Regions from separate parts of the Mus musculus genome. Here regions 1, 2, 3 and 5 are each linked to region 4. The links are chromatin contacts, called in public Hi-C and promoter capture Hi-C maps. All regions are on one chromosome and are shown on one strand. Each heading gives the region's core, a stretch centred on a gene start, on an enhancer-like site or on the middle of the called end of the contact. The rest is flanking DNA. Distances are from core to core; before and after follow the strand shown.

Region 1 (5,011 bases), core at 224-2,723, 2.7 Mb before region 4:
TTAAAATTTAAGATTTTTTTTTCCTTTCTCATGTAGCCCAGGCTGGTCTAAAATTCATTATGTAGCCAAAGATAGGCTTGAACTCCTGATCCTCCTGCCTCCATCTCTCCAGTGCCGGGGTTACAAAGTGTGTTCCATCCACCACATTCCACCATTTAATGATTTTGTTGTCATTAAAAATGAAACTCAAGCCTGCAATTCTAACAGCATTATTTAAAACCAACATTTGGGGGCTGGAGAGATGGTTTAGTAGCTAAGAGGGCAGACTGCTCTTGCAGATAACCTGAATTTGGTTCCTAGAACCCATGTCAGGTGGCTCACAACCACCTGTAACTCCAGGGGGTCTGATTCCCTCTTCTCTGGGGCATCTTCCCTCACACACAATAAGCACATATACATAACCTAAAAGAATTAAAAGTATAAAATCAAAGTGAGCAGTCATGCCAACCGTGAGTGTGGCACACCCACAAGAGCTTTCTCTTGTTCAATCTACAAACTGTTTTATCAACGTCACAAGCCAGATGCACAGTCTTGGTTAACTTGAGTCCAAGTGGACCCTAAACCTTCATAAACCGACACCCCCCCCCACCCCCCCACCATGCTGTCCTTTGCCCCTGCACGACAATGAATAGCCATTTGATTCAATAAATGGACACAATCTCTGAAGAGATTTCTCCCATCTCCCTTGCACTGCAGGAATGGGTGGCAACAGTTAGGTCATGCAGGGTGAGCAGAGTTACTCTGTGCTCGTTTCCATAGGCGCGTCAATGGGAAGATTGTTGCCAACTACTGATCATGATGTGCTTGCTCCTACAATCAGTAGATTCTTTAGAGAGAATGCTAGAGAGCCGATGCTACTGCAAATGCAAATTGGGGCCCATTTCTTTCTTTGTAACCTCCATTAGCCTAGGTGAGAAAGTCCTGCTCAGGTATTTGTCTTCTCCTTCAGCTACTGTTGGCATAGAAAGCTACCTGACACTAAGATGAACCGCACTTACGAACACGAACTGAGTGCATAGAAGTGACTTGAACAACAGAACTAGGCTGTTTGCTAGTTTACTCCTCCTCCTCTCTTTTTGAGACAAGGTTGTCACTAAGTTTCCCTGGCGGATTCAGAACTCATAGATTATGCTAGCCCTGAACAGATTCAAGAGCAGAAGGTCTCATTGCTACATCACCCTCTCTGCAAGGGCAGGGCCCGGGGAGTCTCTACCGGCGCAGGTCTGCGCTTGCGCAGTCTGCACCCGGAAGCGCGGTTTCGAGAGCCTATCCCATTCCGAGACAACAACCCGATTCAATATTCTTCCTTATTGCTACTACCCATGACTAAAAACACACGGAAACTTCTAGAGAGTGTAGAGACTCCTTTTCATCTCTTTTCTTTTGACGGCTCTGCCGGAGGCGGCTCGGCCCGCAAGTTGCTAGGACGGGGGGGGAGCGGGGAGCGTGGGGGGGGGGGCAGAAATGTGCTGCGTTGCTATGACGACGCAGGGCGTTCCGGAAAAGGGATGGCCTTCCGACGCCAGGCGGCAAACACAACTTGTGGGTACAGCGGCCGGTGTCGTGCACTCCTACAGTGCAGTCCTAGGACTTTGCTGAAAGAACCGTGGGAGCCCCGCCCCACTCGCGCCCGCGGAGCTGGGTCGCGCTGACCCGCCCGCAGTCTGTAGGGAGGCGGAGCCTGACTTTCCCGGGCTGGGCCCTGACTCTGACCCACCCATACCCCATCTCTGTCATGTCAAGTTATCTTAGAGGGCTCCCCAAAGAAAGGAAACCACGCCAGATGAATTCTGAAATTCAGTCTGAACACAAACACTCAAGAGATCTCTCTGTTCATTTGCTTTGTTTTGCCTACAGAATTATGGACAGCTTGAAAGTCTGAACACGATTTTGATTTGTTTTTGAATTAATTTTTTGGAGGATTAATAGTTCTGAGAGTGATCCCAGGCATTGATTATTATGTCTCTCCACAAAGTGTCGGACACTTCGCTGACCTCCCCATCAACATCTGAGTCCAAACAGGCAAAACTCTATGTAGTCAAGGAGGCAAAAGGTAAACTTAAGGATGCCGTGGACAGAACCATTAGGGCTACTGAAAGAATTTGCAATCCGTTCTCCCTTTCTCCTTAGCCAGCCTGAACACTCACCAAGTCAGAATACTGTTTCATCTTCATTTAAATACTAATAGCTATATGAAGTTTGGTTGCTTCTTCTCTGACTTCAAGGGAGCTTTAAAAACATAGTTATGTGGATAAGAAAAACATAACTTAGTTCAATATGCCTATTTGTATAAGATTCAAGATGTTTTTTGAGATTCCTTAAGATTTCCATCCTTGGGGCTGTGTCTTGGAAGGCAGAGGCAGGTGATCTCTGTGAATTTGAGGTCAGCCTGGTCTACATAGTAAATTCCAGGCTAGTGGGAGCTACATAGTGAGACCCTGTTTCAAGAAAAATGTAAAAAGACGTAATGATAAATGTAGAACCTGTACCAGAATAAGAATCAAGGCAGTCACCGTCTCACTCTTGCTCATCAGACTGAGGCTATCTCCAGTCTTAAGGTCACAGAGCTTTTTGGGTTGTTTCTTATTTATATTTTGCTACAGTTCCATCATCAACTCAAGGAGGTACGGATTCAACTCAAGGACTTACACTAAGCAAGCACTCTATCCTGAGCTAGCTACCTATTCACTATTTATGTTGCAGGGCAGTGGAGGGGTTGGGGCTTGGGTTGGCTGTACACTCACTCTGTGTAACCCAGGCCTTTTACTTTGTATCTCTCTGCATGTTCTCACATCCCCCTTCCACTCTTCCCTCCACCCTTCTAGCTACTCCTGCTTTAAGTATTCTTTGTAGCTGGGCTCCTCTGCTAGAGGCACCCTTCTTGTTAGAAACACAGGATACTGCTGAGGCAGTCTGGGAAACTTTAACTCCCCGGAACACTCCATTAAAAGTTTGTCTTTCCTAATACTTCCTTAGGGCTTCCTGAGCTAAAGGAGAAAAAATCCATGGTGAACCACCTCAAACCCCTTCCTCCCCTTCAGAATGACTACAGAATCCCCGAGGAAGTTCTTCTCTCTCTGAACTATGCAGCTAATGCCGGTCCCTGTCCTGAAAGCTTACTGCCTGTGAAGAAACCTAAAGCCCCAAAGGTTTGTATATACATACCTATCATGTTTGGGGTCACAATCCCTTTTTTAAAATTCACTTTGTTAAGTGTTTGGTGAGCAGAAGTTGTGTTCAGATGATCTTTTAAAATGCATATTTAAATTAAAAAAAACCGTTATTATTAGTTCGTGTGTGAGTTTGGGCTCAGGGTCAGAAGACAGCTTTCAAGGTCTGCTTTTCTCTCTCCAGCATGGGCTGGGGGTGGGGGGAGCACAAGTCATGCATGGGGTTGCAAGCTCTTTCAGCTGCTGAGCCATCTTACCAACTACAAAATTCAAAATTCAGATCTTGCTGAGCATGGTGGCTGGCACTGATAGTTCTATCACGTCAGAGGCCGAAGCAGGAGGATTGCCACAAGTTCCAGGCTGACTGGGCTATACAATAAGATCCTGTCTCAAAAACAAAAACAAAAACAAAAACAAAAACAAAGCCAGGGGCTGGAGAGATGGCTCAGCAGTTAAGAGCTCTGACTGCATTTCCAGAGGTCATGAGTTCAATTCCCAGCAACCACATGGTGGCTACCAACCATCTGTAACAGTATCTGATGTCCTCTTCTGGTGTCTCTGAAGAGAGTAACAGTGTACTCACATAAAATAAATAAATAAGTAAATGTTTAAAAAACAAAAAAACTAAAGTGAAAAACTCTCAGGTCTCTTGAAGCGTATGTTTCCATTGCTTAATATTTCCATTAACCTGTTTTATGTAAACTTACCAGAGGTATTATTGATGCTCTCTCAATGTTCTATCTTTGCCCTTCTTTACGCATTCTGCTCCTCTATAAAGCATCTAAATGCCCTGATGTAAATAGTCAAATAAGTAACACTTCTTCACCCAGAGTGCCCTCTACTGGACATTTGTGTTTTTTGCTTTTTTTTCCCCCCACAGTGTGCCCTTCCACGTCTTGTAGATCATGTCTGGCAGCACCCTATTCGAAGGGATAAATTCAAATACCTGATTGATCATCCTGTCTCCCTAACAGGAGCTGGAAGGTAAAGGTGGAAGAGAGTGGGGTGCAGACATACAGATAGAATTATTTTCTCATTTTGTGTGGCAGTTTTGGGAGAAGGCAGAATGGCCTCCAGGTGTGGGGGAGTTGGCTTTTAGAATTAGTAAAAAGGCCAGAGGTTCTCTGGAAGTGGAGGCTGTGCTCCGAATTAACTTTGCTAGGTAATTAAGATTTTTAGCTATCTTCAATAGGAATCTCTAATATTGGACTTATTACTAGACCAGTCCACGATTGAGTTAGAATAACTGGTCACATTGAAGAAAAGAGAAAAATCATTATGACTCTATTAAATGACTAATCTTACTAAGTCAGAATACATAGTCTCTGATGTTCTTTTTGCCATAAAGTTAAAAAGCTTGAAGCAAGACAGCTTCACCAGTCCAAACTGGAAAAATGGCAAGCAAGGATGGGTTGAAAACATGTACCCAATTTAGCTTCCTTCTCACTTCAGTCAGGGCACTGAGCCAACTCACCTGTCAGCTTGTCACACGAATTAGCCATCATGCTTCTGCAGTGTTCTGTGGAGAGAACCTATGTTTTCCCTTCCCTAATAAGGTAGCTGTTTAGGATCAAACCATATGCTAATAAGTAGATCCTTTTAAGATACTATAAGGCATTTATTAAATTCTTTGACATCCAAATTTCAAATTTCTAAAATAAAAGTATGATTTAAATAGTGTGCATGGGAATGCACTAAATAATATGCACAGGGATATAATTTTCCCCTTCTTTGTCTTTTAAGAAGTTAAAGTTTTAAAGTTCCACAATACCTTGTCCTTGAGAATTAATAATCTGTTGACAAAACATATCAAATACTTGACTGTTATAGTCAGTATTAAT
Region 2 (4,956 bases), core at 2,453-4,952, 2.4 Mb after region 4:
ATGCTCTAACTTAGATTTATTGGGGTAGGAGTAAAATTACTATAGTCTTTAAGAGAAAAACTTTGTAGAGACTGTTTGGGGTAATTCTGGCATATGCACTTGTACAATATGTACACTACAATACTGCTTTCAATTTTGAGAAATAAGGTCTTTTTATTTAATATCTGACTTTCTGCTTACTACAATTTTAACATATGAAATGGGCACACAAGCCAATATCCCTAGCACTTAGGAGTGAGATGGGAAGATTAAGAGTTCAAAGCCCACTTGAGTTACATAGTAAGTTTCAAGGCTGACTGAGGCTACATGAGACTGTCTAGCAAAGATTTTAATATGAATTTCGCCTTTATCAGTAATACCTACCCATTGTTACAACTCTAAAAAGCTAGCCAAGTCCAAATGACCTTTAAATTAATACAAACTTGTTTTTAAAAGTTCATGTTTACTTTCATTAAGATAAGCTTGGGTATATCAGATGCCTTCTGGACAAAATAGCCACACTACATAAAATTTTTTTAAAAACTTAAAGTATTCTCAAATTTCATGTTTCTTATTTCATATATAAAACTTATGCACAGTAACTAATGATATTTTAAAATGGGGGAAATTTTATCTTTCAAAAGCCAGACCAAGGCTCAAACATCCCTAAGTCATATAAGAATATAAAATGTACTTTTTGTATTTAAAATACTGTTTGAGCCAATCCATTTTTAACACTGAAACTGGTGTGAAAATGAATATATACTGCTAAAGACATTTCAGTTCCTTAGTGTGGTTGGTAGAAGAAATGGAAGACAGGGGACTTACTATTTGGTATTCAAGAGTTACTATAGCCCAGAAGATTAGCCTAAGTGAAATATAATCCAGCGGGTCTTACAGAGCTGTGAGAACAGCGTATCATTTCCCACCCTCTGCTAAGCAAAAGGAAACATCACATTTTCAAACATTGCTAAGGTAAACCACAAATATTTAAGTTTCAAGGTAATTTTTTCCAAAGAAGTCAATCACTTAGTAATTTAAGAATTCCCTCCCCAGTGTTGGACTAAACCCAGGGGCTCAAGCATATCAAGCAAACACTTAACCACAAGCTACAGACACTTGTGATTCTAAACATGGCAGACACATACTGGAATAAAAAAACTTAGAACAAAATGGAGTTAGCTCAGTTTCTGCAGCCTTAGATACCGTAGAGGCGGATAAAGCAGAGAAACCGGCTCAGGCAAAGAGGAAGATAAGACATGGCAGCACAGAGTCCAGAAACTGTGGCTGTTTTGGTTTCAATAGAAGGTAGACTGCAGGATGCACATGGTACACGGTGAAGCGGAAATTACCAACTTATTTTAAGGTTTAAACAATGCTAAGTATGGAGACCAGATGAAGGTTTGACAAAAGGGTGTTAGAGAAGGTGTGGTGGGGGCATGCCTGGAAAGAACATGGAGACATTTAATGAAGATTAGACACACCCATGCTGACTTGGTCTTCAACTAAGGCGCTGAGTGAGGGCTGAAGGCATCTTAACATGGGCGCACCACTATCAACATGCCACTTTTAGAATAAGAAAGAAAAAAGAAGCAAGACTGGGATGTTCTAATGCTGAGGTACTTTTGGATATCCAGGCTGACATCAGAAGTGTAAAGAGTACTGTTACAGGGCTAGAAACATTAACACAGTGGTAACTGAACCAGAAATCACTCCAATAATACTTTTAACACCAACAGAAGGTAGGAATATGCTCAACCTTCAAAAATTCCTACCTGCAGCATCTGACTATACCATCAAACTGCTAAAAAGCTAGAAAACAAAAACAAACAAACAAAAACCCAACCAAACAAACGAACAAAAACAACAAAAAACCCTCTGGGGTAAGTCACATTAATATCACTGGCCAAGACAGTCAAGAAACTTTTTTGAAAAACTAAATTTATATGGCACTTAAAACATCCAAACAAGAAATGCAAAAACAAGGTCAACCTCCCACCAATAACTAAAATAAAGCGTGAAATGCTGTCTTTGGAAAAGACAAAGTTAGAAGGCAACTATAAATTAAGACAAAGGCTACAGAAATGGGAATCTATTAATTAACTCAAGATTTCACTAATTAGGAAATCAAAAGAAAGCCACCCCAGGCCTCCCTGCAAGGAAGCCACCAAAGTGTGGGTTTGATATAATGCCTGCTAGGTGGCATTACAGCATATTGGTTTCAATCCAGTTCTACCCAGTCAATGTTTACATCCAGGCTTACAAATAAGTCCTTTAACATTTTAAAGATATTAAAGACTTAGCAGGATTCAACCTGAAACTATTTTCTTAGTTATTTTTTTCCTAAGTCAACCACTGGTGTTAAAATTAAAGAAAATATGGCTAAGGTGATTTAGTCCGTGCGGCTTGTGTGCTCTTACTTCCAGAGCTATGGTGTATTGCCAAAACAGGAGACCACAACAAAACTCCTAAGAACTTGATATCTGGGTGTTCTAACCTCCACTACTGACAGACATTAAACAAAACGTTGCCTTTTAGGCCGTCCGACTTCTTTTTGATCGAAATGTTTGCTCTCCGGAATCATTTATCTGCAACTTATTGAGGGAAAGGCGGAAATATTTCTCAAATTTGTGTGTGTGTGTGTACAGATTTCCTTACGTTAATCTCCACTCTGACACTCCCCGGTGTCTTATCAACGAGGTCCTTTACCCAAAAATAGAAAAAAAAAAAAAAAGGTGATCGGACGAAAAGCCTGCTCTCCACCTATTTCTTTCAGAGAACATGGAGCCTGTGCCCCGGCGCGCCGGGGACCCCGCGCTGCAAGGCCTGGGGCGCGCTCTCGGCGGGTACAGCGAGGCACCCGCACACCCCCGGCCGCGATTGGCCGCGATTGGCCGGCGGCGCAGTCACTCAGAGCTGACACGTCAGGGCAGCCGCTCCCTCGCTCCTCCCGCCTCCTTTTCCCCGCGCTTGGCAAGAAAAGCGGGCAACGTGGAGCTCGAACAAAGGACCCCGTGGTCCACGGCGACCAGGGACTCCGTGCCACCCCACGCCTAACCCCTGGAACCGATGCGCTCTGAGGGCGGCTCTGTGTCCCCACGCGCCGGCCGCGGGGAGTCTTAGCCCGGAGAGCCCCAAACCGCAGCCGGCACCTCGCTCCTGACAGCGGGAAACGATGTCTACAGTCCTCGGTGGCCGCCGCTCTCATCCGGCGGGTCATCCCTCCTAGTCCTCCGCCGGGCCAGGTCCCGGGGACCCTCCGTCACCCAGCGCGGAAGCCTGACGATCCCCGCCCCGGCGGAGGAAGGTCCGGGACCACCGCGCTCTTCCCCCGCCAGCCGGCAACCGAGCCGAATGCGGAGCCCCGCGATGCCCGTGTCTCCCGGGACAGCGGGACGCTCCGCACCACCACCATCTTCCCACCCCGCCCTCTCCCTCCCGCGGCGCCCGCGTACAGCGCGTTACCTGGGTCATCTCTGAAGAGATGGCGAAATTCATCTCCAGAGCTTCGACGGGCTGCAGGCGGAAGGCGCTGGAAGGGGCTCGGGGCGACCGGGCGGGAGGCTGCGGGCTGAGGAAGACCAGTGGGTACTCGCGGGAACTCGCTCGCCGCCACGACGCGCCCAGCACCTCCGAGCGACTGACCGACCTCCACGCGCGTCCCGAACACACTGCCACCGCCGCCGCCGCCGCGCGCGCTCGCGCCGCACTCCCTCGCACGTCACCACGTGCGCTGCCGCCAACGCCTCCCGGCCGCTTCCGGCTCTGATGCCTGAGCGAATCACAGGCGAGCTCCCGGGAAGATCCCGCTCTGAGGCTCCGCCCCCGGACAGGGCCCCGCCCACCTCATAGCTCTTTTCCTCAACCGCCCCCTCCTTCCTTCTCGGCTCAACTAGGTCAGCGCAAGGTGATCCGGGAGAGCGGGGCGGCGGGGACCGCTCCTCCTGTTACTTATCGAGCGCGCGCTCCCTCCCGAGCCTCACACCCTCGCTTCGCCCTTTTTTTTCCACTGTCCAGGAACTGGTTCCCTCCTTCCTCTTCCACCTGCCCTACCTTCTCCAGAGATCCGACGTGGCGATTAGAGTTCTCAGCGTCACACTGACTTCTAGGCAACTAGCCTAGACTGGAGCTGCGTGTTGTGGGAACCCCGCGGCAGTAGTTGAGCATCAGGCTCTTACCTTGGAGGTGGAGGGGTGAGAAGAATGGAGGAAGAAGGGATAAGTCAGAGGAGGGCCTGAACAACTAGCCCCTCTATTGGCCTGCTTTGGGTGAGCATTCAGTGAGTGTGTTTAAAAAAAAAAAAAAAAAAAAAAAAGGTGAAAGAGATATTATCGGTGTGCCATAAAATGCGTGTTCACTTCTACTTTTTGTCCCCCTCTGGTATCAGTTCCTGATGTCTCGACTTCTTTGGACAAAGAAAAGTAGCTTGGGGAATTGTTAGTCCCTATCTCTACCCCCTGGGGCCTTTTAACCCAGGAGCCAAGCCCAGTCATCCACCCACCTTGCCCCTAGGAGGCAGGCAGTTGTTTAGGTCAAATGTGATTTAAGCTGGGCTCCACTTCTTCATATGACTCTGAAGCACATGCTGGGAAGTTTCCTTGATTGAAGATGAGGGGATTTGGTGAGATTATATCCAAAGGTCTATAAAGTATACACATAATCGAGTTAGGTAAAGGTTTCCAGATTAATGCTTATACTGGTTTATAGAGGGCGCTTACACAGTCTAGACCTGACTTTGATCATCCCGCTTAATTTGTAGCCATTTCTTGGAGCTCTTTGACAATGCTTCCTACCCTTCTTTAATGTGTTAGCGGGTAGGAAATAGAAATTGGGAGGGGGGTCTTCATTACTTTTAAAAAATAAGATCTTGTGGCCAGGAGACGTTTCTTTTTTGTTGTTGTTTCACAAAAGGAGGAAGTAGAAACTGAGCTGTCAGCTAGTATGATTATGTGTCTTAGAGAAACTGGCATTTGCCGT
Region 3 (4,904 bases), core at 1,934-4,433, 2.3 Mb after region 4:
TCCTGGAACTCACTCTGTAGACCAGGCTGGCCTCAAACTCAGAAATCCGCCTGCTTCTGCCTCCCGAGTGCTGGGGTCAAAGGCATGCGCCACCATGCCCGGCTCTTTTTTGCCTTTCTTACAGTAAACAATAAAAGGGCAGCAGTTGTACTTGATTCATCTTTCTGATGACTAACGGTCAAGTTCAGGAACTGCTACTCAGCAGACACTGAGGATAGTTAAAGTTTTTAAAAACCATTAGCTGTTTTGAATGTAGTAGCACATTTTTATCACTGATTCTGGGATCTAACACCATCGGACGATTCTGCTCAAATGACAGTTTTCTAAGCAAAAGCAAGGAGTGACAAACATCATTGTATTACTGTCTTTATACTTTTCTTTCTTGAGATAGGAGCTCACTATATAGCTACGACTCTTCTGGAACTATGTAGCCTATGCTGGCTTCAAACTCATTATCCTCCTACTTCAGCTTCTCAAATTCGGGAATTACAGATATGAGCTTGATAAACTTCATATACTAGGCTTTGTTCAAAAACTTAGAATAAAATACAGGCCCAAAAAAGTAACTTAGTTTTTAGTTCGGATAGTGATGGTCCAAAAAGAATTCATTTATACAAACTAAACTACCACATTTGAAATCGAGAAAGGTTCTGTTTCATAGTTCAGGCATGTATGTGCAATAGGATATATAATGCTGCATAAAAGATATGCCTCCTGGATTATTCTGTTAGGCAGTACAATATAAGAGGATCCTAATAAAATTAATAAGTTAGAAAAAGAAAACTGAAAATTATCTAGTCCACTATTGAAGGAAAATTTCAAAACCTGTCTGAAAATTCTTTTTATATCTTTCTAATCTTTTCTGGTTCAACATGGTAATATCATTCTGTATTTAAACACTCTTTTTTTTTTTTTTTTTTTTTTGGTTTTTCAAGACAGGGTTTCTCTGTGTAGCCCTGGCTGTCCTGGAGCTCACTTTGTAGACCAGACTGGCCTTGAACTCAGAAATCCACCTGCCTCTGCCTCCCGAGTGCTGGGATTAAAGGCGTGCGCCACCACGCCCGGCACACTCCTTTTTTTTTTTTTTTAAATAGCATACTCATAATCAATAAAGTAAACCTGTTAAATCAGACAAACCCAATATACTAGAAGGTTCTTTCACAATTTCTTCTGTTACTTTTTCCTCAAATTTCAATTCTATTTCAGAATCACCATTTTCATCTTGCCTAGCTGCTACTGCCTTCAAAGGACTAACTAGATCTGAAAATACATTTTCAAAGGATTAGTGCGTGTTTAAAGGTTTCAACAGCACAAATTCTTCACAGTAGAAATTTGTAATTGTTGTAGCACATATAATCAAATGTTTGCAACCCTCTTCCCCTAAGACAGACTTTTGGGACAATGTCTCCCTAGGCAGCTCAGGTTGATCTCCAAGCTACCAGGCCTGCCTGAATCTCTGGAGTGTTAGGATTACAGGCATACATACCATGAGGAGTCACTATGCCCCATGAGGCATTTTAAGGCATTAAAATGGTGAAGAAGTAAAGAAGCATTCCCCAAACAGCTGAACTATGTCCGATTTAAACATGATCAGGTGGGTGGTAGCTATTCCCTTAACAGTGTAAAAGTCCCTATCCATCAGGTTGTATGTAGAGGGAGAAAAGGCCTTGTTTTGCACTAAAAGCTGTGATCCCAAATGATGAGTCTACTGGATGATTTTTGTCTTTCCTGGGATCAATTCTGCTGCTCTTGAATGTGGTTGTAGAACTGCAAAATAATTCTCTTAGATTATGACTGTTTTATGTACATTTAACCCCCAACTGGCCTAGAAATATGAATTAATTCCTCACGCGATAATTCAGAAGGAGTATAAAGATCCATTTATGGACCACAGATTTGTTGAAAAAAAAAACAAAACTCGTTGAATTTTTTTTTTTTAGGCCCGCTGTGCAAAATGTTAAGAAGATCCTTAAAATGCTAATAATTATCAGTCTTATGTTTCTTATATGAACCGAAAAACCACCACTCGGAACATGTATAAACACATTCAGAAAATAAAAATATGGGCTATACGTTTTCACGATCGTTGTCCTTTGGAATGAAGTACAAAGCTCAATTAGTATTTGGCAGATACAAGAGACGGAGTTTCTATTCTCGGGAGCAAAGTATACTCCAGCAATGAGACAAATCCATCAGTGTGTATAAGTCCTGACTGAAAAATGCTTTCAGTTTCTCAATCTTGATCTACTACTACCTTAGTACCTCCATTACTGTAACACAGTGGAAAGTTTTAAAACTATTGTAGACTGGGTTGAGATGGAAACTACTAAAGACACTAACGGACACAGCCACTAATTTCATTGTTTATTTTTCTCTGCCTCACGCCTGGCCTTCATATATCCTTCAGGATGATATCCTCGAGGTTTATGGAAGAAGTATCCCTTTCCATGCTGTATTCCTTTTACTCTTACCTGCCGCTCTGGTTCCTCCTCCTCCTCCCATTTTTCTAAATTTGCCTTTCCACATTAAAAAAAACACCCTGGAGAAGGGCCTCCCCTATTCCCCAGCGAGGCATGGTTTCTCGCTTCTCTGCGGCAGAGAGATCAGGCCGTCTGCACTTACTGCTTTCAGCCTCCTCGGGGACAGAGGCTAGGGACGGGGACAGGGCCGGAGCCGGGGCCGGGGCAAGGGCTGGGGCTGGATCCGAGTCCGGCGTCGGAGCCGAGTCCAGAGCCGTATCTGCGGCCGGAGCTGGGACCGGAGCCGAATCCGGGGCCCGGGTCGGGACCCTGACCTGGGCCTCCTCCTTCTCCTGGGGTAGCAGCTCCTCCTCCGCCATATTCTCCATAGTTACGGCCTCCGAGCCAGGGGACGCGGAGGGGACTCGCGGCGGAGTGGGTTAATAGACGTTAATGCACACAGGGCTGGATCCAAGGGCGGGGAAGCAATTGGGAAGGCTGTACGCGTGCCACAGACAAACGGCGGAGCTCCAGTGACCCAACCCTGTCAGCAGAAAAACTGAAAGCCAGAGGCAGCGGTTCGACCCTTCGCCGGCTTCCCCTTCCCCGAGGCGTTACGACGCCACCACAGACTGCGCAGAAGCGTGTGGCGGACAGTGTCCAATGAGGAAAAAGAGTTCCGTTTCCTCGGTACGTCCTCTGCATCACTGGCCGCCACCGAACCGAAATAAGACTACAACACCCAGGAGGCATCGCGCCTCATGGGCGGTGCTCAGTTCCGGTCCTTGGAGGAAACACACACAGAGCGCCGAGAACTCTAGAATTGCCTGGAGCGTTCGGCTCCTGGCGGGGGTCCGAGTACAGAACTACATTTCCCAGTGTGCAGCGGGCTCTGGGAAGGCGCTTTGGGTGTCCGACTGGTCCGGGGAATCGCCACTGTCGCTGTGGCTGCTGCTGCCGCGGACTCAGGTAAGTTAGGGTATTCCGGGCGCGTGGACATCTCTCTGGGCGACAGCTTTTCACTGCTGGCCTCCTGTACCCGGACGTCGGTCGGGCTCGGGACCCGCGAGCTGAGGTCTGGGCCGGGCGACTGCGGGGGCTGGTCGGAGGTCGGCCGGCTCGTGGAGTGTGTGGCCGGGTTGCTCCAGCTGGACCTGAGGCGGTGGGGGGACCGATGGCGGCTTGTGTGGGGGTGGGCCGAGGCAGTTTATGAATCCCAGAAGCACTTTTCTGTCAGCCCCCTGAGGTAGAGTCCTGACTCCGCTCTCCACAACTTTCCCCCCCACAACTTGCGACCCGGACGCTCTTCACTTTTTCAATTTTGCCTCTAGGTTAAGGATAGCAGAATAGGCGCGGTGTGGTTGTAGGAGATTGTTTTGCAGTTTTGACCTGTTTTGTTTTGTTTTTTTTTAGGCTTTTACTAACAAATGTATCACTTTGATGCATTTCAGATTCTCTAAGGAATATGGCCAGGGAATCCTCTGCGCCTCAAGTTTTATAAATATATATATCCTGGACTTGTTTATCACCGAAGTCTTATTTGTTCTCTTCACTTTATTTCTAATAAGCACACTGGAGCAGACTGGAAAAACAAAACAAAAACAACCCAAATTGATCTTTCTTTCAGGTTGCCTGCTTCGGACTGTCTTGAGCGTTTAAGGCAAGAGGGGAGGTTCTCAGGTTTTTTTCCTCTGTTGGGAAACCATAGGAGACGGTGTGTGATTGTTTGTTACTTTGAAATGCTGTCTGGAAGTTTTGCTCTCTCATTGTCCTTCCTAGTTGGAGTGTTTGAAGGTGTTTTTCCTTCCCCAGTTTAACGTAAACTTTGTCCCCACCAGTCTTTTGCAAGTTCTAAAGCCCTTAAGGGCTACGAATGTACTTATCTCAGTGGTAAAGTATTTGCTTAGCTCCTTAGCTTAAAGGTCAGAAGCCTGGCCCCACAAGACGACTGAAGGCCTTTTAACCGCTTTTGGACTAGGATTCCTATGTGGGGAGTTAACTATTTAACGATTAAAAGTGAGACAATAGCACCTATTACAACCTGTAGAAATGGTAACTAGGACCAGAGAGATTGTTCAGTGGTTTAGGTCACCTGCTTTTCTTGCGGAAGACTCTTATCAGTTCCCAGCCATCCACTTGACAGATGGAAACCATCTGTAACTCCAGGTCCCAGGGATTTGATGCCCTCACAGAGACTTGAATGCAGACAAAACACATAAAGCACATAAATACATAATATATTAAAAAAAAAGAAATGGTATTATTTTTAATTGACAGAACACCTCACCCCACCTCACCCCTCCCTCTGCCTTTGGTATTCATAACAGGCACTGTGTCTTAGCTCTAAATGACATCCTTAGTACTTGTAGTACTTGTTTTTTTTTTTTTCCCATTTATAAAAAGAGTAAATGATTAATTTGAGAGCTTGACTCAATATTTTAACCT
Region 4 (4,626 bases), core at 1,481-3,980:
CTCCCCAGTCCTCCAGACCTCTTCATCCTTGCCCCGACCCAGGCTGAGAGAGATTAGGCAAGGAACACCTCCACAGCCAGCTCTCCTCTAGCCTACCTTCTACTCCTCTTCTCAGCAGGCATTCCTTTGGCTGCAACAACCCCTACAGAAAATGCTTCCTTGTGGTGAGTCGCTGAGCCATCAGGGAGGAGCCAAGAAAGGAGTGAGAAAACGGAAGAACAGAAGTCATGGGTGCAGCGTCAATCCGGGCACAGCCTGAGCAATCTTCACCTCCTGGAGGAAGACAAGGGCTGTCCCCTGACCTCAGAGGACAGATATGATAGGCTTGTGCCTTCTCTGTTATCACAAGTCGCCTGTGTTCTTGGAAGGAAACAAGGAAATGAACGCACAATCTACTATGTAGCCATCTTGTCTTAGAATTTACTGCTGTGAACACACACCATGACCAAGGCAAGTCTTATAAGGACATTTAATTAGGACTGGCTTACAGGTTCAGAGATTCAGTCCATTATCATCAAGGTGGGAGCATGGCAGTGTCCAGGCAGGCATGGTGCAGGAAGAGTCGAGAATTCTACATCTTTATCTTCAGGCTGCTAGGAAAAGACTTGCTCTCAGGTAGCTAGGATGAGGGTCTTAAATCCCATGCCCACAGTGACACACCTACTCCAACAAGGCCTCACCTCCTAATAGTGCCACTCTGTGGGGTAAACATAGTGTCTTAGTTAGGGTTTTACTGCTGTGAACAGACACCATGACCAAGGCAAGTCTTAATAAAACAACATTTAATTGGGGCTGGCTTACAGATTCAGAGGTTCAGTCCATTATCATCAAGGTGGGAGCATGGCAGTATCCAGGCAGGCATGGTGCAGGCAGATCTGAGAGTTCTACATCTTCATCCAAAGGCTGCTAGTGGAAGACTGACTTCCAGGCAACTAGGGTGAGGATCTTATGCCCACACCCACAGTGACACACCTATTCCAACCAGGTCACACCTATTCCAACAAGGCCACATCTCCAGATGGTGCCACTCCCTGGTCCAAGGATATACAAACCATCACACATAGTCAAACCATCCCACAGCTAATACATGGCAGGCAGAGAGTCTTTTGCCAGTGATGACTGTAAGTGCTGCTTGGACTACAGTAGCTTACTACAAAATTCCAAAGCTCTGGGCAGAGCTTGCTCCTGATGCAGAGAAGGAATGTGTGTGTGTGTGTGTGTGTGTGTGTGTGTGTGTGTGTGTGTGTGTGTGTGTGTGTGTGTGTGCATTACATGCTGTGTGTGTTTGGGCAGGCTGATGGAGGTCAGAAGACAACTTTGGGTGTCAGTTCTCTGCTTCTTCCTGTACACCCTTCCAGGGCTCAAACTCAGGTCACCGGGCTTGTCTGGCAAGCACCTTTGCCTGCTGAGTCTCTAAGTACATTTAAAAGAAAAGGCGTATAATAAGATTTCTAGGTATGAAGTAGTCCCTGGCAGTCCCTATTCCTATGGGCTTCGTGGGTGCCTCGATATATCCCGCCGTTTCTGGTCTGTCTTCCTGTGTGCTATTTTGCTACCTGAACAGATAATAGTAACAAGGATTATGGTGGTGGTGGTGGTGGTGGTGTGGCAGCAGTTATGCTAAGGACAGAAAACATTTGTATAGCTCTTGAGTGTACTTCAGGAACTGTTCTGAGCACTTCACAAATACCAACCCAGGGATGCAAATCTTGTGATAGCTACTGCTTTTCACCCCCACTTTACAGCTAGAGAATCCAGGGAACAAAGCGGGTAAGTAGCTTGCTGTGCTTTGGAAACTGGGCTACATCACAGAGAAGGACGCTCCTGCCTTCGTTATCATTGAAGCCAGATGGGGAACCAAACAACTGCATCTTGTGCTGTATCTTATGATGAAAACCCCACAGGGAAGAGTTAAGCAGATGTGGAGGGGCCGTTAGAGTACTGGGATGGGAGTCCCTGAGACGCAGGCAGTCAGTAAAGTGTTTCCTTTATGAGTTATGGGAGGATGGGGTTTACTGACTTTCCCCGTGGCCTGTTCAGCTTGTTTTCCTTCTATAACTGAGGACCACCTGCTCAGAGGTGACACCACCCACATTGATTATTAATCAAGAAAATGCCCCCCAGGAACATGCTAACAGGCCCAGCTAGTGGGGACAATTCCCCAGTTAAGGTTCCCTCTTCCAGGTGACTTCCAGTTTGTATCTAGTTGAGAAAAACTAACCAGCTGTCCGACCACCACAGCTCTGAGCTGGCACTCTAAAGCTGTTCTGTTTTTGACGGCCACCTGAGCCACAAGTCACGTATGAGTCATCGAAGGGTTACTAATTGGAGTGCCTACACTGTTACCTTTAACCTAGACTGTTAGAATTAGGCACCCAGTGCCAGCCCAGAGCAGGTGACATTAGTTTGTCCTGAGCAGACGAAGTGACAAAGACTCCTAGAGAACACTGGCTCTCCGCCCCACCCAGAGCAGCTAGCTTGTGTTCAGGAAGCTTGCCTGTCATAAACAAATAAGAACTCCGCCCAGAAACCTCTGAGCCTTGCTTACATACGTGATCCTGACAGGCTTGGGGTGGCAGGAATGATCTGGGGTGCGAGGAAACAAAGACTCGTGCGCAACTGGATGCTGTTCGGAAGCAAGAGAAATTCCGCGAAGGACACTTTCACTGTTGTTTTCTAGGAACCAGACAGAACAAAGAGGAGCTTTGCCACAGAAAGCAGAAATCACTCAGATTAGCCAGCAGAGGGCGACGTTCAGCTACTTTTGGTCTTCATTCAGTTCCCTTGTTTGTGTCTTGTTCCCCCAAGGTCATGGGATGGCTACTCTAATTGTTGCCGATTTCCATGGGGTTGTTTGTGTCTGGGGGAAGTAATTCATACCGCCGCTGAGCGGAGCTGCCAGGGCCGTCTTGCTCACCCGTATGTGTGTTCCCTCATATTTAGAGTTGAGCCACAGTTGATATGTTGGAGAATAGGTTCCGCTTACAAGAACCAGCTAGTCCGAATGGGTCGTTTTGAAAAGCTAAGTTTCATTTCCCGCATCCTGGAACCTTCTCCCTAGAGAAGAGCTTTAAACAACCCAGAGCAGACCCCGGAGTCGTTGAAGATCTAACCGATTTGTAAGAGGTAAGGCTGGCGCGCTGGTTTGTTACTTTTTATTTATTTTTTATGATTTCCAAAGCCCAATTCTAAAAATGATTTGAGGCCACTTATAATACAAAATGTGCCTATAATAAAATCCTAAACTATAAACACATAAAGGATGAGAGACCCAGTAATTAACAGAGGAAGGCATCCATCAGATTCCACCAGAAAACTCAACTCTGGATCAAGGCCAGGGCAGGAAGTATAAGTCCCCCTTGTGAAGAAAACACAGTAATTCTTTAGCTGTCACATCACGTGAGCATGGGGGGAGGGGCACCTGGTACCAGCTGTCTGCTTTGGGGAGGGACAAATGCTGGGACAGATCTGCATGGAGGAGGACAGATCTGTATGACAGGAGAGTCTAAGACAGGAACCATGACTTCCCTTGGACCATCTTGAACCAAAGATCTCTTCTGGGTGGGATTTAAACTTTGAAGGAATAATTTACCAAGGGTAGACAGCAGGCACAGGAGTGAGTGGGAAACCTGGACTGGATACACGGAGAGGAAACAAACGGCCAACGCAAATGTAAGGGCATTTTCCCTCTTCCTCCTGAACCACTTCCCACTGTGGTATCCTCGATCCTTCCTTTGACCAAAAAGAACATCAGACTTCCGGCTCACATCCAGACTCGCACTTAGCTTACCAAACCCTTCTGGGAACTTGGGTAGAAGCCAGTGCTGTAACGTTGTACCAGTAGAAGGTTGACCTTCTCCTATCTGCAATGTGTGAGTGGTCTGGGCTGGCTGCTATGCAGCTCCAGCTGACTGGTATCTCTTTACATTTATTGGAGTGATTCACATAAACGCTCTGGCTTCTATGTCTTTAATGTTATAGGATTCTTACAGGAATTACAGGAATTAACATATGCCGAGTATTTAGAGCAGTATCTGCCGCAGACAAGTGTTTGCTGTTTTTGAGCATGTCACCAAGCCGTCTAACACACACTTTTCACACATTTTCTGTCATCACAAAACCTCTCTGAAGCCAATACTATTTATAGTCACATTTTATAATACAAAGTGAGAGCCTGAGAAATTGAGAAACATACTGATTAGCAACCTGCAGACACCAGATTAAAGTCAGTCGTGTGGCTCTAAATATTGCTCCATGCTTTCTGTGAGCTGTCCTGTGAATGGCTAAAATGAAAATTCTCCCTTAAATGGGTGCTTGATGTAAAAAGAAAAAAAAATTTTTTTAAAGATCCACAGATTCTTGCTTTACTCAAAGTCTAAGTCAGTGCCTGAATCTGTGACTGTGCCAGTTAGTCTCAGCGGTCACCTGATTGCATAGGATATTAGCAAAGAGAAAGGCTCTGGGTGGGTCTCTGAGAGTATTTCCTGCAGGCGTAACTGAAGGGTGAAGCCCCTCCCCTTGAGTGTGCAGCATCTTCCAGGTACTGCCAAGATGTGAGGGGAAAGGCTGCAAGCTTTGCCTGCCTGCCTTTGTCCCCTGAAGGTAACTCTACCCTGTAATATAGCA
Region 5 (4,805 bases), core at 250-2,749, 2.2 Mb before region 4:
GGAGTTCAGGCTGATAGCAGAGAGCAATGCTGACACCATAACAAAAACCTCATTGCCTTTCTGTTGATCACGAGGTAACGTAGGAGGTGGGAAACTATGTTAGCTTTAGAGTAAAGGAGATTATTTCCCATTGATTGGTGCTATAATATTGGGCAGATAGTGTTTCAGAACCCACTATTAAAAAGTAATCATAACTCAATAAGGGGATTGGATACGTTCTTTAAAATAACTAGGCTGGAGAAAAGGTAAATTTCACTTTTCTTTTTATTACATGTATGTATGTATGTATGTATGTAATCATACATGTCTTCTCATGCACCTGCACGCAATGCAGATCAGAGGACACCTTAGAGGAATCTGCTCTCTTGGTCCACCATTCTGGGTCCGGGGATCAAACTAAGATCGCCAGGCGTGGTGGCAATTCCCTTTACCTGCTAATCCATTTCCCTGCCGCAGTTCCACCTTTCAAATCTTTTTCTTGCTACTGCTTGCGTACTCGGGATCTCCACAACTCTCATTCTTTGCTGAAGTGCTGTTCTCAGGGAGGGTGTATACATTGACATATGTGCAGGACTTTTGTACATTCACGTAGTTCCTGCTGAGGCGCGGCTGTCTTATGGGGAGGATCAGTTATTGTCGTCTGCTTTTATTGATATGGTCAAGGTAGCGAACATTTATTGAACATCTACAGTGTTGTAGTTACTGTGCCAGGCCCTACTGGGTATACATAGAAAAAGGAGACTTTAAGACACCCATGGTACTTTAGATGAGAAATAATTTCGAGGCAAAGTAACTATCGGAGCCCAGAAGGTGGAGAGCTTAGCTGCAGTGAGCACCTAGCGGAAGGTGTCAGGCATTATTCGCAGAAAAGCTGTCCTTTACAGTCTTGACAGACGATAAAATTCACCAAGCGGAGGCTGGTGACAAAGACAAAGCTAAGAGAAAATATGTTGACCCCAGAGGGCTTCTCAAACCACAACACCGAAGGGAAAGGAAACGTAGTTTTTGCTTGTTTTGGAAAGAGCTTAAGCCATCAGTGTGCGTGCTGAACAGAACTGTAAACCCCTGGCCAATGAGAGGGCCGCAGTGACAGCAGCGAGCAGCCGCAAAGCTGCGGTTACTCCGATCCGCCTAGAGTGACGATTCCTTCTGAATCGTCTGCCGGGTCCCGGATCCCTGGGTCACCCTTGTCAAGTCCTCAGCGTGTTTTGGCTCGGGGGTGACCCGCTCAGCCAGAAGGCCCAATTAGCGTCAAAGGGAAGGGGGTGGTCTCCTCTGCGGATAGACTCTGGCTCCTCCCGAGTCCCGCCGAGCTCCCAAAGCGCCACACCAAAGATGGCTTCCCCGCATCCTCTAGCCTCGGGTCCGATCGCGCTCCTCCGTCGGCCACACTCAACATGGCTGGCCTTCACCCAGGGTTGCATTCCTGCGGAACCGTCTCCGGACAGTTCTCGCGAGGTTTGGCGAGTCTCTCTCCCCCCCCCCCCGCCCTCTCCCTCCCTGACTGCTCCCGCCCTGCCTCGCGCCGCCGCCACCGCCACTGCCGCCGGCGCCGCTCCTCCTCCGTGTCAGTTGTTGAGCTGTAATGGCGACTGGGCCGCCGCTGCCGAAGTGACTCCCGGGGCGGGGGAGCGGGGCCGGACCTGCGCCTGAGAGGACTGCGGAGAGCCGCAGCTCGGGAGGGGGCTCGCGGCGGGGCAGAGGAAGGCCGCCTCTGCGCCTCTCCTTCCTTGCCTGCCGCCCGGCGGATCCCGGGAGCCGGGGCGAGGCGGGCACCCGGTGCGTCCCCGGAGCGGGGAGGCCAGGCCGGGCAGCCCTGGGGCCGGTCGGGGCGGCGTCACTGCACCCTCCGCCAGGCCCCGCGGGATGCACCGTGGGAGCCGAGGGCGGAGGCGACACTCTCAGGTGAGCTGCGGGGAGACCTGGCGGAGCCTGCTCCGCCTCGGATGTCTCTGTCCGCGGTCCCAGGTCCCCGAGGTGGCCAGAGAGGCGGGGCGGGGCCCCCCTGGCACTGCCTGACGTCCCCCCCGGGGACCCTCCTTGGGTCCCGAGACTTTTCCTGGAGGGTCATCCTGAGACCTGGGCTCCCGGACCTACTGGTGCCCACGGAAGACAAGATTTCTTTGCTTACCTGCCAGTGTCGCCCTCAGCACCCTCGCCCCTCCTCTTGTCTGCATAGAGTTAAGCCACCTCTCACCTTTGGTCTCCGAAGTGTCCCTTCTTCGTTTGGAGATCGAGCATATTTTGGGAAATTCCGGGGCACTAGCTCCAGTGTCAGGAACAGTTTCTGTTCCTTTTCCTGGGTGTAATATTCTCAAAGTGCAGTATGGGGAAAACTTTGATCACCTCCAGTCCAGCAGCAGTTGTTGAATGGAGTCCACCGGCTTATTCACACATGATTGGGTGGAGAGGGGGTGACATTTAACAAGCCTTACACGTTGGAAGTTGTCACTTTCCCTCCCCTCCCCCCTCTTTTAAATTCAGACTAATATGCTAAATCATATTTAGTTAATGTCACAGATACAGGCAGAAATTTGCCAGGGTTTTAGTTTTCAAGTTCGGAACTTGCAAATAGGTATAGATTTTTTTTTAAATGGATTTTTTGATGTTGTAACAAATGTTTCATTTGGGGGGAAAAAATAGGCCCTTAGGAATAGTGGTCGGTATCCATGTACTCTACTTAATTGTTTTGCTGGTGTTTCTTGTTTTGAAATTGGAGAAGTCGTTAGTGTTGCCATGTTAACCTGCTCCCTTCGCTTGTATTTTAAAGATTTAAATGGACAGTCCATCCTAGACCAACCTACTATTAGCACCTGGGAATTTTTGAAGAGGCAATAATGAAATACTACAAACTGCTCTCCATTTAAAAACTTTCTTAATTTAAAATACTGCTTTTTAAAAAGGCAGCGTGCTGCTAATAACTTGGGATTGTGACTTTGGGAGACTCCTAGACCTGTACTAGAAGTTATTGCAAGCCCATGAAAGTGTAAGAGGTTTTGTATGCTAAATTGACAAACTATTAAATGCAACAAATCTGAACTGTTACTGCATTCAACTTAGTACACCTTAATCAGAATATGAAGGTCATGCCAGAATACATTGTATATGTAGACAAATATGTATCTTGTCTTTTCATAGCAGAACTTTGTGCTTATAGTGATAGTAATGTTTGTAAACAATTTTGTATAAATATGAAAGACTTTTTTCTGACATGTATTGGTGTATAGTATTATTTTAAGACCATCAATACTATAGAATCAACCTTTTATGGTGTTAATACATTTATGAATTAAAGTTTTAAAATTTTTTTCTTCTGATTGTCATTTTTTAAAATCCATTTTTAACACACTATATAGAGGCAACAAGAAAGGAAGTGAAGTCCTTATGTAACCACTTTAGTTTGTTAAACTGCTATAATTTATAATGAGGGCAAAAGAGAAGTTTTACGAAATAACTGACTTTTTGGGGGCGAGGGTGGGGGGACGAGTGTACTTCCATGAATTAGTCTTTGTGTACTCTTGTGAGCAAAGGGGACTCAGATCTTTATTTTGTAGTTGTGGAAATGAACATACAAAGCCATTAATTTATGTGTGCTGTTTTTATTCTGCAGATGTTCTAGAATTAGCTACATTTTAAATTAAATATTAGCCTTAGATACTTTTGCTATTTGTTATTATTTCAAGATATTTTTAAAAATACATTCTTCCTTTGCACATGACACTTGTTCCTTGTGATTTCTGGTTTTTAAAGGCATTAGCATTTTCATAAAATTTTATTAATTATTAATAAGTCATGAATTATTATAATGGATCACTTCTCTTTGTAGTTGTGATTGTTATTTGTGCTGTGTGGGTCAAAGTGCAAAATAGTTTTCCTTATTGACTTTCCCCCATGTCAGTTTTTAGTGTAACATAGTTAAAGAACTGCAGTGTCTCTGCATTGGTTTTCTTGTCATCATCAGTCATTGGTGCTCCTCAGTGGAACTTCACGCTTACCTTTGAGTATTGGGTTATTATTTATTATTATTCCTCACCTGGCCTCCGAGTCCTGTTCTGGCAGAGGTTCTCTGTTGGTCACTGTGCACACAGTTTCTAGCATATATTAAACAATAAGAGTTGAGTTCATCTCAGTCCTAGGATAATACTTTCAAATAAAAACAAAAATCTGGTTCTTAGTTCATAGGCACATTTTAGCTTTTTTGTAGACATATGCTCCAAATGTCTGCTCAAATTTGCTGGGTATCAGGGGAATGACAGCCTGGGATTTAAAATCCACTGAGAATAAGCCACAGGTGGGTCCTAAAGCTTTGATGATTTTAATGATTTGCCCAGGTGCTCTGTTAGGAGTTGTAACTTAAAGAAAATGGAAGCTTTAAGACCCTAACCTAATTGTAATTATAGTACAGTTACACACTTGTAATAAGTTTTGATCCTTCTTAATCACAGTACTGGGTGTTTAGAATACTGGAGTCCAGTTAGTCCGGTGTCCATGTTGTGTATGTTGGAAAGCCAGCGTCATAGCTTAAGAAGAATCCCCTAAGCAGCTCTAGGCTTACATTTATTTGTTTTATATGTCAGATAATTGTCAAGTCAGAAGGTAATTATGATTAACTGGGCAGTGGTTTTTTTGTCACTATCAATTAAAAATTCAAAGTGGATCTCAGTTTTCATGTTAACTTAATATTAGAGTATAAATAAGTTTAAGTAAAACAACTTCCTGGGGTGAAATCTATTACCTATCAAAATTTAAATAAAGTACATGTACTATTTGATAAAATCATTTAATGTTTGTGAGTTTTATGTTAC

What was found. Promoter capture Hi-C pulls out the DNA fragments that hold promoters and counts their contacts. A called contact is a pair of places that touch in the nucleus more often than the background predicts. Capture Hi-C pulls out chosen DNA fragments and counts their contacts.
Region 1: a promoter capture Hi-C map of pre-B cells shows a contact between it and region 4, with 3 times the contacts expected there. The contact joins the promoter of Axdnd1 here to the promoter of Rnasel in region 4. A contact is called at or near these places in 2 of 39 promoter capture datasets (liver and pre-B cells) and 1 of 115 datasets of contacts at active chromatin or transcription factors (astrocytes).
Region 2: a contact with region 4 is called in a promoter capture Hi-C map of adipose tissue, with 2.8 times the contacts expected there. The contact joins the promoter of Ivns1abp here to the promoter of Rnasel in region 4. A contact is called at or near these places in 1 of 39 promoter capture datasets (pre-B cells), 1 of 484 Hi-C or Micro-C datasets (CD8 T cells), 2 of 115 datasets of contacts at active chromatin or transcription factors (memory CD8 T cells and thymic regulatory T cells) and 2 of 9 other capture datasets (adipose tissue and liver).
Region 3: a Hi-C map of CD4 T cells shows a contact between it and region 4, with 4 times the contacts expected there. The contact joins the promoter of Trmt1l here to the promoter of Rnasel in region 4.
Region 5: a promoter capture Hi-C map of liver shows a contact between it and region 4, with 2.6 times the contacts expected there. The contact joins the promoter of Cep350 here to the promoter of Rnasel in region 4. A contact is called at or near these places in 1 of 39 promoter capture datasets (neutrophils), 1 of 484 Hi-C or Micro-C datasets (CD4 T cells) and 1 of 9 other capture datasets (liver).

What each region holds. Positions count from the first base shown.
Region 1 is chr1:156,417,377-156,422,387 of GRCm38.p6, reverse strand. It overlaps Axdnd1 (axonemal dynein light chain domain containing 1), which reads left to right and starts at 1,473. Exons shown (of 26, transcript NM_001346967.1): 1 at 1,473-1,542; 2 at 1,858-2,053; 3 at 2,977-3,149; 4 at 4,051-4,154. The coding sequence starts at 1,960.
Region 2 is chr1:151,343,244-151,348,199 of GRCm38.p6, reverse strand. Ivns1abp (influenza virus NS1A binding protein) reads right to left here and starts at 3,702. Exons shown (of 15, transcript NM_054102.2): 1 at 3,445-3,702. It also overlaps the pseudogene Gm10138.
Region 3 is chr1:151,426,821-151,431,724 of GRCm38.p6, reverse strand. It overlaps Trmt1l (tRNA methyltransferase 1 like), which reads right to left and starts at 3,183. Exons shown (of 15, transcript NM_026876.4): 1 at 2,623-3,183. The coding sequence starts at 2,848. It overlaps Swt1 (SWT1 RNA endoribonuclease homolog (S. cerevisiae)), which reads left to right and starts at 3,290. Exons shown (of 20, transcript NM_025819.4): 1 at 3,290-3,428.
Region 4 is chr1:153,747,530-153,752,155 of GRCm38.p6, reverse strand. Rnasel (ribonuclease L (2', 5'-oligoisoadenylate synthetase-dependent)) reads right to left here and starts at 2,730. Exons shown (of 9, transcript NM_011882.2): 1 at 2,549-2,730; 2 at 97-297.
Region 5 is chr1:155,969,949-155,974,753 of GRCm38.p6, reverse strand. Cep350 (centrosomal protein 350) reads left to right here and starts at 1,499. Exons shown (of 38, transcript NM_001039184.1): 1 at 1,499-1,905.